2 separate regions of the Pan troglodytes genome follow, and region 2 is linked to region 1. The links are chromatin contacts, called in public HiChIP or PLAC-seq maps. All regions are on one chromosome and are shown on one strand. Each heading gives the region's core, a stretch centred on a gene start, on an enhancer-like site or on the middle of the called end of the contact. The rest is flanking DNA. Distances are from core to core; before and after follow the strand shown.

What was found. HiChIP or PLAC-seq counts read pairs in DNA pulled down with a chosen protein or histone mark.
Region 2: an H3K4me3 HiChIP or PLAC-seq map of stem cell-derived excitatory neurons shows a contact between it and region 1, with 4 times the contacts expected there. The contact joins the promoter of MTRFR here to the promoter of HIP1R in region 1. A contact is called at or near these places in 1 of 7 Hi-C or Micro-C datasets (induced pluripotent stem cells) and 1 of 1 datasets of contacts at active chromatin or transcription factors (stem cell-derived excitatory neurons).

What each region holds. Positions count from the first base shown.
Region 1 is chr10:129,672,863-129,679,936 of NHGRI_mPanTro3-v2.0_pri, forward strand. It overlaps HIP1R (huntingtin interacting protein 1 related), which reads left to right and starts at 3,655. Exons shown (of 32, transcript XM_054663741.2): 1 at 3,655-3,988. The coding sequence starts at 3,932.
Region 2 is chr10:130,064,972-130,072,045 of NHGRI_mPanTro3-v2.0_pri, forward strand. MTRFR (mitochondrial translation release factor in rescue) reads left to right here and starts at 3,693. Exons shown (of 3, transcript XM_054663796.2): 1 at 3,693-3,774. MPHOSPH9 (M-phase phosphoprotein 9) reads right to left here. Exons shown (of 23, transcript XM_063785186.1): 2 at 652-913.

The DNA.
Region 1 (7,074 bases), core at 2,405-4,904:
GGACCTGATGGGCCAGGATGGTGCAAGATGAAGCCAGGGACAGAGGCTGGGGCCAGATCATGCATACGAGTCGATGAGTCAGTGTGGGTGTGGTAGCATACCATGTTTTAGTGGGCCAGATGATGTAAACTCTCCTGTGCATCTTGGATTTTCCTTAAAACGAGGTCTTATTTGTGTTCCAATTGCTTTGCTTTTGTAATAGGGGTGAGCAGGAATTCAACAGCCCTCGAGATACACCAAAACAGAACCCTGATTCTGATGGCATGAAGAATCTCAGGCCGGGAGCAGTGGCTCCTGCCTGTAATGCCAGCACTTTGGGAGGCTAAGGTGGGAGGATTGCTTGAGTCCAGGAGTTCAAGACCAGTCTGGGCAACGTGGTGAGACCCCCGTCTCAACAAAAAATTTAAAAATTAGCCAGGCATGGTGGTGCACACCTGTGGTCCCAGCTATTCTGGAGGCTGAGGTGGGAGGATCACTTGAGCCCAGGAGGTTGAGGCTGCAATGAGCCATAATCCAGCCACTGCACTCCAGCAGGGGTAACAGAGCAAGCAAGACCCTGTATCCGCCCCCGCCAAAAAGCCAGTCAGTGACAGGGACAATAGTAGACCAGGCCTCCTGCCTGAAGATGTTAGAGAGATGAACCAGAAAAATTAAGAGTGGGGAAGTTTGGGCCAGGCACGGTGGCTCATGCCTGTAATCCCAACACTTTGGGAGGTCGAGGCAGGTGGATCACCTGAGGTTGGGAGTTCGAGACCAGCTTGACCAACATGGTGAAACCCTGTCTCTACAAAAAATACAAAAATTAGCCAGGCTGTGGTGGCGCACACCTGTAATCTCAGCTACTCAGGAGGCTAAGGCAGGAGAATTGCTGGAACCCAGGAGGCGAAGGTTGCTGTGAGCTGAGATCATGCCACTGCACTCCAGCCTGGGTGACAGAGGGCAACCCTGTCTCAAAAATAAAAACAAACAAACAAACAAAAGAGTGGGGAAGTTTGTATCCTTATGTCCTCAGTGATGCTCTTTCGTGAGATCAGCTGTATGTTGAAGTATACCAAAGGAGATATTTGTTTACTCACTCTTTCAGCCCTTCATTTCACATACATTTATTGAACATTGCTATGTGCCAGGTGCCCCGCTAGGCACTGAGTACATAAAACTAAGTAAGACAGGGTGGCCCTCTAATAGCTCAAAATCTTACCTACAAGCACATAAAGTACAATCCCTTAGAGATGTATTAGGAGAGTGCTCTCGGGTCCCAAACAGCAAGCCCAAGGTAGTATAGTACTGAAAGTCACAGACCACAAAATGTAGTCCAAATGGCATGGGTGTTGAGAGCACTGGCTTTGAAATCAGGCACATCTGGGTCTGGATCCCGAATGCAGAGTTTACCAGTTGTGTGAACCTGGGCTAAACTCTCTGAACCTGAGCTTGTTTGTTGCTCTGTAAAAAAAATACCATCAAGAGGCCAGGTGCAGTGGCTTCGGCCTGTAATCCCAGTACTTTCAAGGTGGGCGAATTCACTTGAGCCCAGGAATTTGAGACCAGCCTGGACAACTTAGCAAGACTCTGTCTCTACAAAAAAATTTTAAAAATTAGCTGGGCATGGCCGGGCGCAGTGGCTCACGCCTGTAATCCCAGGACTTTGGGAAGCCGAGGTGGGTAGATCACGAGGTCAAGAGATCGAGACCATCCTGGCCAACATGGTGAAACTCTGTCTCTACTAAAAATACAAAAATTAGCTGGGCGTGGTGGCGGGCACCTGTAGTCCCAGCTACTTGGGAGGCTGAGGCAGGAGAATTGCTTGAACCCGGGAGGCAGAGGTTGCAGTGAGCCGAGATCGTGCCACTGCACTCCAGCCTGGTGGCAGAGTGAGACTCCATCTCAAAAAAAAAAAAATTAGCTGGGCATGATAGTGCATCCCTCCAGTTCCAGCTACTTAGGAGGCTGAGGTGGGAGGATCACTTGAGCCCAGGAGGCAGAAATTGCAGTGAGCTATGATTATGCCACTGCATTCCGGCCTGGGTAACGAAGCCAGACCCTGTCTTAAAAAAAATAAATTAATTAAAATAAAGTTGTTGATGCTTTATTTTTTATTTATTTATTTTGAGAGAAGGTTTCACTCTGTTGTCTAGGCTGGAGTGCAGTGGCATGATCTCAGCTTACTGCAACCTCTGCCTTGCAGGCCTAAGTGATCCTCCCACCTCAGCCTCCTGAGTAGCTGGGACTACAGGCACACCATCACAGCAGCTAAGTTTTTCGTATTTTTTGGTAGAGATGGGGTTTCACCATGTTGCCCAGGATGGTCTCGAACTCCTGAGCTCAAGTGATCCACCTGCCTCAGCCTCCCAAAGTGCTCGGAATACAGGCGTGAGCCACTGTGCCGAGCCTCATCAACAACTTTAAAGAAGAATGAGTGAGATACTGTTTAACAGATGCTGAGCCTGGTGCCCGGCACAGTAATAGGCTCTGTGATTATTTAAAAAGCCAGTTGCTAATGGGAAGTCACTATGGCAGATGTGCTAGACCTAGAGGGGCTGTTGCCTGGTTGAAAAGGGATGCTGTATATGCGTGAAGGGTCACAGGAGAACCACTTTTGTTCCGTGTGGAAAAAGGAGTGTGAGAAACAGCTGGAGTACCGCGAAAAGCCCCTTTACTGTGGTCTTTATTAGAGCACAGCTATCAACTAAGTTGACTAAGTTACATATGAAGGGTTTAGCCCAGTGCCTGCCAAATAATAAGCATTCAATACATATCAGCTATTGTGATTCTACCGTTATTCTGATAAAGAAGCTTTTTAGTGATTGGAATTAGAGAAAACAGGATTAATTTCTCCTTTTGGTGGAGTGACAGGAGAGTCTTGGCAAATGTTATCTTTTGGGGTCAGCTCTAGCTCTTGGGCTGGAGGGTGAGGAATCAGTTAAAGAAAAGGGTCCCTGGCGGAGTGCGGTGGCTCACGCCTGTAATCCCAACACTTTGGGAGGCCGAGGCGGGCGGATCACCTGAGGTCGGGAGTTCGAGACCAGCCTGACCAACACGGAGAAACTCTGTCTCTACTAAAAATACAAAATTAGCCAGGCGCGGTGGCACATGCCTGTAATTCCAGCTATTTGGGAGGCTGAGGCAGGAGAATTGCTTGAACCCAGGAGGCGGAGGTTGTGGTGAGGTGAGATCGTGCCATTGCACTCCAGCCTAGGCAACAAGAGTGAAGCTCGGTTAAAAAAAAAGAAAAGAAAGAAAGAGAAGAAAAGAAAAGAAAGAAAGAAAGAGAAAGAAAGAAGAGAGAGAAAGAGACAAAAGAAAGAAAAGAAGGAGGAAGGAAAGGGAAAGGGAAAGGAAAGGAAAGGAAAGGGTCCCTGACCTCAGACAGGTTACAGTCTCACTAGGGAGACAAGGGTCAGGATTACGTGGGCGTCATTTTCCTCCTTACAGGCAGGCGGTGCCTCTCCCTTCAAAAGCAAGGGACCTTTATGCATGATTCCACATCTGCATTCCGATAGGAAAGGGAAACAGCAGAAACACAATACCCATCTGAGAGCTACGCTTAGAGAGGACTCTGGGCTTTTATTTATTTTTTTACTTCAGTCTTGTGACCAGTAATTTTAAGGGAAAGCCAATAATAATGTTTTTAAAAAGCCTCACGCCACCCCTGGCGGCATCTCCTCGGTGTACTTTGCTGTTCAGATCCGCCTGCCTTCTGTGCCAGCCTAATACCGCCCGGCCTCAGCCCCCATTGTCCCTGGCGCTGGCGAGGTGTCCGGTTGCGGAGCCGGCTGCGTCTCTGGAAATGCATCCTGCATCCCCGCATGGATAACAGCTGCAGCTATGTCAGAATTGCACAAAGAGGGGAGAGTGTCATTGTGTGCCTTTTGACACATACGTTAAGACCAAAAAGGAAAAAAAGCGTCTATCTGTGCTGCCACCGACCAGACTCATGGAGGCCAGATTTTCTCCAATTAACCAGATCTTGCCCTGGTGCAGACAAGACTTAGTGAGTTCGGGGGAGGGGTGGGGAGAGGGAATTGGCTGGGGTCCCTACCCTGGGTGGAAGGAGGGAGGGGTTCCCCCTCCCCCTTCCCCTCCCCTCCCCTCCGGGTTTAGGGAGGGGATTAGAGGTGGGGAGGAGCTGGGGGGGCGTTTGGTCTGTGCCCCAACCTTGCGAGTGAGGTGGGGGTTGGAGGTGTGCGGGGGGCGGGGCGTGTGCCGGGGTCGCCGCGGGATGGGGGGTTGGGGATGTGCGGGGAGAGGCGCGTGTCCCGAGATCGCGGGGGGCGGGGTTGGAGGTGTGCGGGGGAGGGGCGTGCCCTGGAGTTGGGGGCGGGGCGAGGCGGGCTCCTCCCCGGCGGGCGGGCCCGGGCGCGGCGCGGTGGCCTCGCGGTGCCTAGGCTGGGGCTGCCGGACCGTGAGGCTGTGAGTCGCGCGGACGGAGCCGGACAAAAGCGGGCGGCGGCGGCAGGATGAACAGCATCAAGAACGTGCCGGCGCGGGTGCTGAGCCGCAGGCCGGGCCACAGCCTGGAGGCCGAGCGCGAGCAGTTCGACAAGACCCAGGCGAGCGGGCGGCGGGCGGCGGGCGGCGGGCGGCGGGCGGCGGCGGGCGGGCAAGCGGCGTCCCTGACCCCTCACGCGCGAACGGCTGGGGCCCGGGAGGCGCCGGCCAGGGGCGGGGGACGGCGCGGGGGCAGGGCCTGTGTCCGCCCGGGCTCTCCGAGAGCTCCGCTGCCGCCCCCCGCCGGCCTCCGCGGCCCGAGCCGACCGGCGCGCAGGTGAACCGGAAGCCGCGCTCCCCGCTCCCGCCGGGCGCTCGGGCCCAGAGGCGCCGGGGCTGAGGGGGCCGGGGTCAGGGTGTGCGCGGGCCGGGAGCGCCGGAGCTGAGGCGGCGGGGGACGGAGATGGGGCCGGGGTTGGGTGTGCGCGAGCCCAGCGCGCCGGGGATCGAGGGGGCTGGGGATCCAGGTGCTCCCGGGGCCGGCGCGGCCCGACTGGGGTCCCCGACCTTCCGTGCCGCTCCTTGCCGGCTCCTGCCCCTGTCTCCTACCCCCTGAAACCGATGCCCCCACGGGCAATTTCCTTAAAGGAAATTCCTTAAACTCCCAGCTTCCTTCTCTCGTGAGCGGTTTCCCAGGGCTGCACAGTCTCCTATTATTTGCTGGGTGAAAAGCTTCTCGTATGTCGCCAGACTTGTTTGCCCGAGCGCTGCCCACGTATAAATAGGTGCACACCCCCTCATTAAATACCGGCGCCCGACAGACAGAAACTTCCTGGGGCTCCCTTCCTGCGCCTCCCACGCTTGTAACTCTTCCAGATGATGCCTATCCTGGGAAGGCGTTAGAAATGAAATAAGGGCGCGGGTGTGCGTTTTGTACTTGTGTTTGTGCCGGGGACCCACGATGCAGACGTTGCTGCGTTTCTGGTTTCCTGTTGCTTTTTATTTTACAAACTCTTGAAGTGCTCTCAGGCTTGGGGGATGGGCGGTGGAGGGGGGCATACTTGTTTATTTGCCAAAATAAGTCAACCAAGACTGAAATGGCTGAAAAATTTTACTCTAGAGGTAAAGGAAGCCAGAGGACCCCTCCCACTCCTGTCTAAAGCAGGTTGGTGACATTTGCGTTTGTGGCGGCTATTTGCAAGTTCCGTCCCACTTGTCCTTGCAGAGAGCTATGACTTCTGCGGTTGCCTTCACACCTAGTTAGCACACGCACTCTACAACAGCTTTCGTTTTGAAATGAGAGAGAACGCAGGGAGACCTTCTAACCTTTGTGCTTGGGATTGACCCAGAAAGCGATAATAAATCCTGAGGATATCAAGGCTTTAGAAATGCCAAGTGCTGGAACCCAGGTGGCTGCAAATTACCAATTTATCCTTGTGATCTTCATCACCATCAACTGGTTCAGCCCGGATAGCCCGTCATTTTAAAAAAATTTAAAGTCACCAATACATAATTAATTGTGCCAGGAACTTGTAGATCATAGGGAGAAAACCTGAATTGGCAGACAGATCTGGATGTTGTCAGAAACTTTGTTTATTCACTGAGTTTTTTCTCGTGCCTTTGAGGAGGTATAAAGAGGTCTGATTGCTACATGGAGGAGATGGGATGTGAAGGACCAACTTCATTGATCTTACTCTTAAATGATAAGAAGTCAAGGGCAACCTTCCTGAGTGTCAAAGAGAGAATCTCTGATACAGGAGCACACATTTTAGTGGTTGGTTTGATACACAAGAAGGTGGATTTTTTTTTTTTTTTTTTTTTTAAAGACAGAGTCTCTCTCGTTGCCCAGGCTGGAGTGCAATGGCATGATCTCAGCTCGCTGCAACCTCCGCCTCCCGGGTTCAAGTGATTCTCCTGCCTCAGCCTCCCAAGTGGCTGGGACTACAAGCGTGCGCCACCACACCTGGCTAATTTTTGTGTTTGCAGTAGAGAAGGTGTTTCACCATGTTGGACAGGCTGGTCTCGAACTCCTGACCTCAGGCGATCCACCCGCCTCACCTCGGCCTCCCGAGGTGTTGGGATTACAGGCGCCTCTCCGAAGGTGGATTATTTTGTTTTGTTTTGCTCTGGTTTTTTCTCAGAGGCTAAGAGGGCCACTAACAATGAATAACTTTGTAATGGGTGAATGTCACAGGTCTTACCTATTCTAGGGCCCCATTTTCTGGAAAGTTGGAGTTTGAGTTCATTGTCTGGGTTTGCTCGTCTTCACAGTGACTTATTGAGGAATGTAAGAATGAGGTTTTGTACGTGGTTAATATTTAATTAGATCGTTCCCAGAAATAATCAGGTGAGCCGCCAGCCAGGTCCCGTGGTGGAAAAGGACCTGGAGAGCTGAGGTTGCTACTTCCATGTCTCCTTCTGGACAGAAAATAGCACATGCAGTCCAGGGACCTGGCTTCCTTTGTAATACGCTGCTTGTCTTGCATTGACCACAGCACTGTGTGCTGTGGCAGGAGCACTAGGCTGGCTTAGAATTTAAATATTCACTAGCCTGCCAGCCTCACTTTCCTCCCCTGGGCTTCTGGGTCAGGAGGAAGATAATTGCTTTCCTGTGAGCTTTTTTGACAGGACACACCCTGTTTGCAAATA
Region 2 (7,074 bases), core at 2,443-4,942, 390 kb after region 1:
GAAATAATATTTAGGCAACTAAATGTTAAAGATATGCTTGTAATTTACCAAAAACAAACAAAAAAAATGTAAAGGAAAGTAAAACAAGCAAAACAAGTTCTTTTTCAGAATGCTTTCCATGCAAAAGTACATATCTCTGAGAGAAATGAGAAACGTGAAAAGACCAAACCTATTTCTGACTTAAACATCTGTCCCCGAACATTTTTTTTTTTTTTTTTTTTTTTTGAGACAGAGTGTCGCTCTGTCGCCCAGGCTGGAGTGCAGTGGCGCAATCTTGGCTCATTGCAACCTCTGCCTCCCAGGTTCCAGCAATTCTCCTGCCTCAGCCTCCTGAGTAGCTGGGACTACAGGCGCGTGCCACCGCACCTGGCTAATTTTTGTATTTTTAGTAGAGACGAGGCTTCACCATGTTAGCCAGGCTGGTCTCCAACTCCTGGCCTCAGGTGATCCACCCGCCTCAGCCTACCAAGGTGCTGGGATTACAGGCATGAGCCACCGCGCCCAGCCTCCCTGAACATTCTTGATGATAGGTTAAAAAATAATAATAATAATAATTCAAATCAGTAACTATGACACTATTTGGATAAGTTGATAAACGTATGCAAATAAGGTTATTCTGATTTGGTACATTTTTTTAAATCCCATTCTTACCTATCAGTATTTAAGTTCAGTCCAAGAGAATGAAGAGAATTTTCATCAGATCCTACAGAAGATGAAGTTTTGTGTAAGGTTTTCACCAAGTCAAACTCTTCCATAGTGTACAGAAATTGTTATATTCTCTTATTGGAAAATAAAGGTTCTTGGGCTGTTTGAGGAAAGTGAATCCGTGTCATCTTCAGAGGCTTCATCATCTACTGGCATTTTCAGTGGCTAACATTCAGAACTGTGAAATATCCTAAACTTCCAAGAGAGTCTGAAAATGAATGAGGGAAAAAAATACTACTATAAAAAGCCACTAAAGCTAGCAACTGTTTTTACATAACTTTGGAAACCTTAACTGCTTTCATACAGATCTCCATTAAGGATAGCAACAGTATTCATAATAATCAAAATGTAGAAACCACCCAAATGTCCATCAATGGATAAATGGATAAACGAATGAAGCATATCCATAGAACAGGATAGGATTCAGCCATAAAAAGACACATGCTACAACATACATGAACACTGAAGATACTATGCTAAGTAAAAAAAGCCAGTCACAAAAGACCACAGACTATATGATTTCATTGATATGAAATATCTTGAATGGGCAAATTCATAGACAAATGGCTGCCAGGAGCTGGGGAAGGAGAGAATGTGAGTGAGTGCAGCTGGTATGGAGTTTCTTTTTGGGGTGATAAAAAATTCTGGAATTAGATAGTGGTGATGGCTGCACAACCTTGTGAACTAAAAACCACTGAATTGTACACTTGTAAAAGACTGAATTTTATGGTATGTGAATTATGTATCTCAATTAAAAATCTACATTAAGGATTATTTGCAAAAGTAGCATCACCTTTTTCAGGTAATATTTCAGATTTTGATATGTTTAATAATCAAGGTTCTTTTTTTTAGAGACAGCATCTTGCTATGTTGCCCAGGCTGGTCTACAACTCCTGGCCTCAAGTGCTCAGCCTCCCGAGCAGCTGGGATTATAGCGCAAACCATTTTGCCAGGCTTTACAATGAAAGTTCTAGATATAATTCTATTATGTAACAATTGGAATACTTGCATGCCTTGTTCATTTGTTTAATAAATTCTACCAAGTATATATGTTTGTTGACTTATACAGAGACAAGAAGAACTGAACTACTTAATATTTAATTTGTATTAAAAAGAGCCAATTAAACTGTTAACAACCATAGCTTCCCCATTGTCTGGAAGTACATTTTGAACTATATATATGGTCTTTTGTCTCTGTGCAGCTATTCTTAGAAAATAAACCACTGGGCACACTGGAGCCTGCCTGCAGCTACTGGGAGCATGTCCCAGCTACCCTGGAGGCTGAGGTGGGAGGATCACTTCAGCCCAGGAGTTCAAGACTGCAGTGAGCTATGATCCTGCCACTGCACTCCAGCTTGGGCAACAGACCAAGACCCCATCTCTTAAAAAATAAAAATAAAAACAAAAAAATTATTTGCCAGGCCAACTAAAATTTCAGTGAAGCTGGGTATATACCATGGCAAATTGGCTGTAACAGGTCAAACAAGATGCCTCCTTCCTGGGGAATTCATGCATTTATAAAAGAGCAAGGGAGCAAGAGGAAAAAGGAGAAAAAAAGAAAACTTCAGCTGCTTACAAACTGAAAAGCTTAGAGAGTGCAACAGGAATATTGTCTAGTATTCCGCTTCTGCTAGATTCCCACTTTCTAGGGCCTGCTTTTATAAAGCATTACACAAAAACAGGGACCATTTCCTTCAGGGACAGGAGTGAATGCGAAGGGTAACCGGACCTAACTAAATGGACTTTTCCCCAGTGGCTCAGCCCATCACCCACGACAAATGGGGCATTGAAACAGTCAAGGACTGCCCCTTCCAACTGGCAACAGAAATACCTGGATTCCAATCACCATGCTATTAACACCAGGAAAACACAAGCTCTCCAGGGAGATGAACCTGCAACCCCATCTATTATTTCCCCTGCTAAGGTAATCCGGATCCGGATGCAGATCCAGATGGAAAACCACTAGAAATTCAAGGATGCTTCTCCATTGGGGTGGAGGTGCTGGGGGGAGGGCAGGGAAGTAAGAGGGAAAAATCCTTAAACACCCACAAATACAATGCAAAAAAAATTTTTTTTAACTTGATACAGAATGAATATAAGAGCAGAGCTTTTATATTTCCCAGCAACAAGATATGACGCTTTTGGTGTCCCTACCCCCTAGCAAAAAAAGGGAGCTGGGGAAAAGGAACGATTGATGGTTATGAAACATGAAAGTTAACTGGGCGCTCCGCCTTGACGGGAGGCTTGGGGGAGAGGAAGAGATTTCAGATGGGGATGAGGCCAGATCCCGACATTCTGAGCTCACAGTCAGCCCGCAATGGCTGGTGGCGGCTATCGGGTCAAAGTGGGAAGGAGAGGGAGAATCTATGCAGTCGCCTAAGCTACGGAAAGCAGGGAGGACGGAGAAAAGCCACCGCTCCTGCAACTACAACCGCGATTCCAAAAGGACACCGGGGCACCTTGGCAAAAAATGGGGGGAAAAATTTTAAAAAACCCCACAAACCCCCCGCCCCTCAGGAAGAGCGATCTGCGATTGGGCCGCGCGAGTGTCACTCAAGGGCGCCGAGTCTAGAAAAGGCGCACCGCGGCCGGGCAGAGCTCCCACACGCCGAAGGGCTCCGAGGGGGTCAGGCCAATCGGCAGCCGTCACCCCACACCCCAGCCCATCACCACACTCAAGGGGCCGCTAAGACAGTGTCTCCTAAGTCTCGTCCCCTGTCCCCAGCGGCCTACAGCTCCCTGCAGGATGGTGGCCGCTTACCTGGCCGCCGCTCCCGCTGCCGATGTCACGGTCAGGCAAGCGGCCTCTCGCGACCGTTACCCGAGGGAGCGCGCCCGCGCCCAGCGTCTCTCCAGTGATTGGCTGCCCGGAAGGAGGCGGAGACAGCCGAGCATGGCGCGCGCGTCCACCTCGCCGTTCCCCCTCGCGCAGCTCCAACCAAAGAGAGATATCCAACCCCGGGGGAGTGACAAGGGGGCGGGATTGCTGTGAAACTCTCTTCTCTGATTGGCTCTCTGGGAGCCAGCCGCTGCCACGAGGGAAAGAAGCTTCAGTTTCTCGCATGCGCAGTGAGTAAACATGCGCCTCTGGTAGATAAGAGAAACCGCGATCAGAGTACGGCGCGTGCGCAGATCAGGGATCGCGATTGCGAATCCTCCGCTGAGGTGATTTGGATATCCCTAGAACGTTGAGGGCAGGAGTCGGGTCCTGAGACCAGGTAAGCATCTGCGGAGAAGCCAGGTAACCCTACGACTGCCGACGACTGTCAAAGGCTCCGGAGAGAGGACTGCGAGCCGGGACGCCTGGGTTTTTCCCGACTTGCGACCCCGAGTGGCGCAGCCAGTTTACCTGAGGCCGCGCTGGCGGTGGGGTGGGGCCGGCCGTGACACCCGAGCTCAGTTTTCTCGGGACCTGGTTTACGCTAGGTGCTGTGGGTCGGCTCTGGGGCTGTTCAGGCACTCAGGGCAGGGGAGAGGAGAGACTACCGTCCTGGAGATAACGGTTCCACGGAGGCCCAAGGCGAAACGGAAGGATCCTCATGTACAAAACTGAGCGGAATGGAGCTGTGAGCACGCATCAGGTGCTGTTTCAGGCCTGGCACGTAGTAGGGGTCAGCACTGCCCTTGCTAGGCTTTTGCGGAGATACTCATTTTTTTTTAATAGACGTGGGGTGGTCGGGTCTCACTGTGTTGCCCAAGCTGATCTCGAACTCCTGGCCTCAAGCGATCCTCCTTCCTCGGCCTCCCAAAGTGCTGGGATCACAGGCGCAAGCCACCCAGCCCTACTTTTGAAGGACCAAAGGGAACCCGCTCTCCTCCCCGTGGGACCCCAGCCCATTTCATGCGCACTGTGCAGGCCACATTCTTCAGCATAGTTAACCTTTAAGGTCTTTCCAGCTCCTCGATTTCCCTCCAGGAGTTCTGGCTCACAGTAAAGGGACTTCCCTGGCACTATCACTTAGGCCTCCACGACCCAGGAAATGGATCTGCCCTTGGAATAACAGATCTGCCAGGAGGCGTTACATCTCATTGGAGCTTCCTAAGTATACCTGCCAATTTTTTTTTTTACTTTTTTTATTTTTGTGGGGGGAGGGGGGTAGGGGGGACAGGGTCTCTCTCTGTCACCCAGGCTGGAGGGCAGTGGCGCGATCTCGGCTCACTTTAACCTCTGCCTCCCGGGTTCAAGTGATTCTTCTGCTTCAGCCTCCCGAGTAGCCGGGAATACCGGTGCCCGCCACCACATCCGGCTAATTTTTTGTATTTTTAGTAGAGACGGGGTTTTGCCATATTGGCCAGGCTGGTCTCGAATTCCTGACCTCAGGTCATCCTCCTGCCTCGGCCACCCAAAGTGCTGGGATTACAGGCATGAGCCACCACGCCTGGCAATTTTCAAAGGGTAAATTTGATGTTATCCTATCTTTCATTATTTTTTAAATTATATTACATAATTCCAAAAGATATTTTATGTTTAAACCAGGACTTACTTCATTGAAGATGGTTTTATCTTTCAGTGTGAACCTGCTGGGAAGTCAGGCTATATTTTTGGCATCACAGTGATCTCCTTAGTACCTGATTTCACAGACCAGAATTATGATCCCACCAAATAACATGTTTTCAGTAATGTCATGGCTTATCAAGTACTTCTTAAATTGGACCATACCAAGTAAAATAATTTACAAGCCACTGTTGTAGATGCCTTTTCACCCTAAGCTCTAAAACAAAGGCCCATGAAATAATCAGTTCCCAGACTGGGTTTGTGTCATAAGACAACAGCGTATGTGGTGTGTCATTCCAAAGTTCCTCAGCCTTGTAGTTGAGAGATCTGACATGCTCCCATTTAGTGACCACTAAGTACTTTACATTTATGGCAACATGTATGATTTTGTTCTCACTCTAGGTAGTAGTATCTCCATTCTACAGATGAGGAATTAGAGCCAAAGTTACCCAGTAAGTAAATTGTGGCATTGAGACATTGAACGCAGGTCTGTTGGCCACAGAGCTCGCAATCCTTGGCAGGAAGGCCTTTTTGGGACAAAAGAAAAAATGAGAGGAGTCGTCAAATACAGAAAGTCAGGCTGGTCCAAACGTAGTGAGTTTTGTGTGTGTGTGTGTGACAGAGCTCAGCTCACTGCAAGCTCCGCCCCCCAGGTTCACGCCATTCTCCTGCCTTAGCCTCCCTAGTAGCTGAGACTACAGGTGCCTGCCACCAGGCCCAGCTAATTTTTTTTTTTTTTTTTTTGTATTTTTAGTAGAGATGGGGTTTCACCGTGTTAGCCAGGTTGGTCTCAATCTCCTGACCTCATGATCCACCTGCCTCGGCCTCCCACGGTGCTGGGATTACAGGCGTGAGCCACCGCGCTCGGCCTGGTAGTGAGTTATCTTAATTAATTGTTCACAGTCACAGATCAAACTTCTTGTTCTACTCTTTCTCCCTTCTCTACTGTACTTGACTAGTCTTTTTAAAAAGAGAAAGTTGGCCGGGCGTGGTGGCTCATGCCTGTACTCCCAGCACTTTGGGAGGCCGAGGCAAGCGGATCGCTTGAGGTCAGGAGTTCGAGACCAGCCTGGCCAACATGGTGAAACCCCATCTGGACTAAGAATACAAAAATTAGCTGGGCGTGGTGGCTGGTGCCTATAATCCTAGCTACTTGGGAGGCTGAAGCAGGAGAATCGCTGGAACCTGGGAGGCAAAGGTTGTAGTGAGCCAAGATGGTGCCACTGCACTCCAGCCTGGGCAACAGAGTGAGACTTGTCTCAAAAAAATAAATAAATAAAAACTTAAAACAGAAAAAGTTAAGGAAAAGGAGCTAACATTGCCTAAGAAACTGGAAAAAGATCTGGAGATATGAAAGGTAATGAAACAAGGTGTAGAAAGGATAATTTAGTTTCAAAAATTGAAAACCTAATGGTTTCCAAGATAGGTCTTACTGAGATAATCAGGAAGTGTGCATCTCTTATTTTCTTTATTTGTATTAAATACAATAATGTATTTGAAAGTGCTTTGCAGCTGCACGTGGTGGCTCACGCCTGTAATCCCATCACTTTGGGAGGCTGAGGCAGGAGGATTGCTTGAGCCCATGAGTTCGAGACCTGCCTGGGCAACATGGCAAGACCCCATCTCTACAAAAAATTAAAAACTAGCCAGGTATGGTGGTACACACCTGTGGCCCCAGCTACTGGGGAGGCTGAGGCAAAGAAGCTTGCTTGAGCCCAGGAGGTCAAGGCTGCACTGAGCCATTTTTATGCCACTGCATTCCACTTGGGTGACAGAGGGAGACCCTGTCTCAAAAAAAAAAAGAAGAAGAAACTGCTTTGGTTTGGATATGTTTAAGTCCTAAACAAACACAAGGCATCGTTAATAGAAATATA